Regions from separate parts of the Rattus norvegicus genome. Here region 2 is linked to region 1. Evidence: chromatin contacts called from public Hi-C data. All regions are on one chromosome and are shown on one strand. The core of a region is the stretch at or near the end of the contact, and the rest is flanking DNA. Distances in the headings are between cores, read along the strand shown. Region 1 holds the start of Marcks (myristoylated alanine rich protein kinase C substrate). Region 2 has its middle 460 kb from the start of Rfpl4b.

Region 1 (2,551 bases), core at 15-2,514:
TCCCTTCCAGATACATTAAATCAACGCCTGCTCTCTCACACACTAAAAGCGTCTGGTGGTAAGGGTTGTAGTGAACGAGAGAGATATCCTACACACCGCTGTAGAGCCTTAGCCTGGGTTAGACGTGGAGTCTCCAGGGATTTTCTTGCTGTCTCTCAACAGTGCAGGCGATTTCTTCTGAGACTAGGACTCAGTAGACTTTCCTCGCTGCTGCCTCTCTTCCTGGAGCACACTTGATGCTGTGCACGGACAAGTTCAAAATGAGAGTCCCTCCGCTGTTGGCAGCAAGCTGGGAAAACAACTCATGTCGACGAGAGTAGCTGTCTCCCAACTGTAAATATGGATTCGTACACTCAAGGCTCCGTCTCGTTTTACCACAGAGGGAAATTAATTATGTCGTTTCATACAGCGGTAACATGCTAGCGAGTTTCGATCTTCTGCAAATGGTCCTCACTGTGTTTTTTAGAAAAGTGATCGCTAATTGGAATAGCCGGAGAGACGCGATTTGAAGCGCTCCAAGGAACATTTTTAAAATATTTTATTTCACGCCTCTGGGAGAAAGGAAGAAGCATGGCTTAGGCTGTTTGCTGCTTTTGCATTTCCCACATCTGGCCTACAGACCTAATTCCAACTGGAGATCTCGCTAGGTGAAATTCGATCTTCGTGGTTTAAATACCTTTCAGTGTGGGACGATTTACCAATTGCAGCAGTTTAAAGAAAGAAAAAAACAAACAAAACCCCCAAAATCCTTGCGCACTGTGAAACCCTTATGAAACGCGGAGGGAAAAAAAAAGCTGCTAGCACACAAATCCTATCCATTGTCTTTAACACTCGCGTACACACTTATACACGTAAACACACAGAGAAGATGGGGGAGGGGAGAGAGTGGCTAGAGACAGACGCGGATATAGACCAGCAAGAGTCAATGCGAGTCAAGTTAAGGCTTTCTCCGCCCCCATCCATAAGTACCCCCTCCCGTGTTAATTAATTCCAAACAAAGCAAGCCAATCAAGAAATGCATTATTATTTTCTGGCCGAGGGAGACGAGAAGCACGTAATTTTTAATTGATTTATTTATTTGGAGGACATTAATTCTCGGTCTGAGGCTGATTTTTCAAACCGTTTGCAAAGCGCGGCTCCATTGTTCGCCCGGAGCGCAGGCCCCGCCTCCTGCTTTGTGTGCGGCGCGCGGATTGGCCAGCGCGCGCGGGGGCCGCGTCAGCGCCCGCGAGCCCATTCATCTGTGCACTTGGGCGTTGGACCCCGCATCTTATTAGCAACCAGGGAGATTTCTCCATTTTCCTCTTGTCTACAGTGCGGCTACAAATCTGGGATTTTTTTTTATTACTTCTTTTTTTAAAAAACTACACTTGGGCTCCTTTTTTGTGCTCGACTTTTCCACCTTTTTCCCTCCTTCCTGCGCTGCTGCTTTTTGATCTCTTCGACTAAAAATTTTTTATCCGGAGTGTATTTAATCGGGTCTCTTCTGTCCTCCTCGTCACCCCCACCCCCTCCCTCCGGTGTGTGTGCCGCCGCCGCTGTTGCTGCTGCCGCCGCTGCTGCTGCTCGCCCCGTCGTTACACCAACCCAAGGCTCTTTGTTTCCTCTCTTGGATCTGTTGAGTTTCTTTGTTGAAGAAGCCAGCATGGGTGCACAGTTCTCCAAGACCGCAGCGAAGGGAGAAGCCGCCGCTGAGAGGCCCGGGGAGGCGGCTGTGGCCTCGTCGCCTTCCAAAGCAAATGGGCAGGTAAATTCTACCTGTGGTTCTGGGCATTTCTTGGGTGTCTTTCTCTAATCTGGACGCCTCGCCTTCCCTCTGGTCGCGCCCGAGATGCATTCCGGGGAGGGGAGCGTGGCCAGATCCTAGTCTGAAAGTTGAATGGGTAACGATAGCCTAAATTGTCAATTTTTCATAAGAACCAAAGGAGTGGTTCCTAAGGATCCTGGCGAATTCTTGAGTAGACCGGAGGAAGAGTGATAAATCGCCTAAAATGGCGTGGTTTGGAAATTGGCTGAACGTGACTAGTTAGATGCACACCCCCCCCAACGCCCCTCCAGGTTGCATTTGCATTTGGGGCCACAGCAGTGTTTGGGTGGCTCACGTATTTATTGTCGAGATTGGGTCGTCTTTGAGATTTCTGGTGTGGTTGTGTGTGTGCGCGCGCGTGTGTGTATGTGGGTAGGAAGGGGGGAGCCAACGTGGATGGCGGTGGAGAAAGCCAAGCAGAGAGAGAAGGCTTGTCTTATTGTATCCAGAGGCAGTATGCCTCGGGTTTCTTGGAAAGGTGGCTGGTTAGAGCTGGACAGGCAGCTTTTCCAAGTGCCTTTCCGATGCCCCCCCCCTTTGGTAGCTGTGTAATTACACACCCATATGACTTTTTAAATGCTATCCTGGTGTGGTGGGAATACTCAGTAGGTTTTTGAAGACCCTTTCCTGCCTACCAAGAGGGGAGCAGTTTTGGTGTTTTGGTCTGGACCGTTCCTGTGAATGGCACCTCGGCCACCCTCGAGAATTGCCCTAGTGCTGCTGCGACCCAGGCAGAGAGCCATG
Region 2 (2,551 bases), core at 32-2,531, 1.1 Mb before region 1:
ATTCAAATATTACCACCCTGAATCTGTACTATGAATATATTTAATTAAATGTTTTGGCAACTTTTGAATGAGTTCTACAATTACAACAAGACTTTGGGGATAGGGGTGATGACCCTAGTAACTTTAAATTTCCATGGTTTCTGAGAAACAGAGGACAATATGAAAGTGTTCTGAAAATAAATGAATTTCAAGGAGAGGATTATTTTTAGTTGAACCATTGGGGAAGAATTGGAGAAACAGTAAGTGGTGGTATATTCTATTTAATTCTTGATCTTCATGAAGAAAGATTTTTTTCTTTATAGTCTATCAGAAAAGAACATATGCATTAAGTGTGAACTGAGTAATAATGAAAAGAAAAAAAATGTTACTTTAAAAATATCCAGATACCTAAGAAACTACACAAAATTTGAGTTACTCTTTGCACTTCTATTTCATCTAACTTATGTGAAGGAATAAAGAAAGGAATCAACATAATTTCTTATCATTCAATAGAAGAAACCATTTCCCAGAAACTTTCTGGGATAAGTAAGTTTTCTAGAATTTCTTTAAGGGGTAAAACAAATAATTCTTCAAGAGAGTCTCTTATTTTCCTATGGTAAATCTACTGCCAGATTCAGTTAAACTTTGTAAACTGCCCTTTGAGGAGGGCAGACAACAGAATAGGCTGGTATTCCCTCCTTGGTCTTGAAAGGTGATATGCCGAAGGCAGGTTCTGATAATCAACCTTCTGAACTTGACATCTCTTATAAGCTCAGCCTTCTGTAATGTAGAACCCAAAGCCAGTGACTGAGAATCCAGCATACAAGAGCCCAAACTCATGTTTCAAGGTTATGACTGTAGTGTTGTGTCTTCAAATGCATTTGAACACTTCATTAGAAAAATTCATCATAGCCTGAAGAGAGAGGGCTTGCATATATTTGTGACAATTTTCCTATTATAATATAAATAATGTATAATTCCTTTCTTGAGTTTTTAATGGTCAATCATATCTGCTAAATGAAAGTGCCTGTCATTTTTCTTTTCTTTTTCTTTCCGTGTACAAAATTGGGGCTGGATCGAAGCGAAATTTGACTCAAGGATTAACCACATAATCATCCATTTTCTCTTTTTGAACTAAGTCATACGACAGAATAGAGAGAAGTTTGAAACCCCCTTGGGAGTTCTAATGTTGTTTCAGACCTTTTGATTTTTAAAAGTCTGGAATTTTTTGGAATACAAAAAGCGAGTCAGCTTCATGATGTGCGATGTGAAATGCCATGTGTTTTCTTTCCCTGCGCCTTGTTTCTGTGCATTCCTGCTGGATGATGAGTCCTGTTCTCAGTTTGCAGGTATGTGGAGCATTTTGGGTCATGTCTAAGAATTCAACCTTCTTGAAAAGGCAGAAGTGTTTTAAAGGACCTCTTCATCATGAAATCCTGGGATCCGGAATCCTACAGAGACAAGAGTTATTACTCAGAATAACTTCATTCACAGGCATTTTTCTCAATATCGCATTTGTTTTCTTTAACATTATTTTGCACAAAGACATTAAACATTAAGGACTTCCAACAAAGAACATACTTAAAGAGTGATCTACATTTGATTTGTATGTGCATGGGAAAATCAATGTGTTATTATTGCCTATCGAGGACAGTATTTCTGTTTAGCTCATCCCATACTGCATGACTCTTTAAAATTACAAGTTGTAAGTGTTCATGAGTTAAATTTTCCAATTATAAACTACTTGTTTTCTTTAATCATATAAAGCAGTGCAATCTTTGAGAGCTTATTTTATTTCTTTACATATTTTTTTTATTATTAACTTGAGTATTTCTTATATACATTTCGAGTGTTATTCCCTTTCCCAGTTTCCGGGCAAACATCCCCCTCCCCCCTCCCCTTTCTTATCGGTGTTCCCCTCCCCACCCTCCCCCCATTGTCCCCCTCCCCCCAACAGTCTAGTTCACTGGGGGTTCAGTCTTAGCAGGACCCAGGGCTTCCCCTTCCACTGGTGCTCTTACTAGGATATTCATTGCTACCTATGAGGTCAGTCCAGGGTCAGTCCATGTATAGTCTTTAGGTAGTGACTTAGTCCCTGGAAGCTCTGGTTGCTTGGCATTGTTGTACATATGGGGTCTCGAGCCCCTTCAAGATCTTCCAGTTCTTTCTCTGATTCCTTCAACGGGGGTCCTATTCTCAGTTCAGTGGTTTGCTGTTGGCATTCGCCTCTGTATTTGCTGTATTCTGACTGTGTCTCTCAGGAGCGATCTACATCCGGCTCCTGTTGGTCTGCACTTCTTTGCTTCATCCATCTTGTCTAATTGGATGGCTGTATATGCATGGGCCACATGTGGGGCAGACTCTGAATGGGTGTTCCTTCAGTCTCTGTTTTAATCTTTGCCTCTCTCTTCCCTGCCAAGGGTATTCTTGTTCCCCTTTTAAAGAAGGAGTGAACCATTCACATTTTGATCATCTGTCTTGAGTTTCATTTGTTCTAGGCATTTAGGGTAATTCAAGCATTTGGGCTAATAGCCACTTATCAGTGAGTGCATACCATGTATGTCTTTCTGTG

Evidence for each region. Hi-C and Micro-C count contacts between places; a contact is called where the count stands out from the background.
Region 2: a Hi-C map of Schwann cells shows a contact between it and region 1, with 6 times the contacts expected there. The contact joins the enhancer-like site here to the promoter of Marcks in region 1. A contact is called at or near these places in 5 of 12 Hi-C or Micro-C datasets (the A7r5 cell line, Schwann cells, frontal cortex and 2 more) and 1 of 1 datasets of contacts at active chromatin or transcription factors (oligodendrocytes).

The regions. Positions count from the first base shown.
Region 1 is chr20:42,244,595-42,247,145 of GRCr8, reverse strand. It overlaps Marcks (myristoylated alanine rich protein kinase C substrate), which reads left to right and starts at 1,264. Exons shown (of 2, transcript NM_001271090.3): 1 at 1,264-1,747. The coding sequence starts at 1,646.
Region 2 is chr20:43,350,456-43,353,006 of GRCr8, reverse strand. No RefSeq gene overlaps it. Among named protein-coding and RNA genes, the nearest start is that of Rfpl4b, 460 kb to the left of the region's middle. Within about 2 kb of position 1,281, at least 3 of the 93 cell types and tissues checked have an H3K27ac peak or open chromatin away from gene starts, as enhancers often do. A contact at or near this core is called in the A7r5 cell line and Schwann cells, where this site is marked.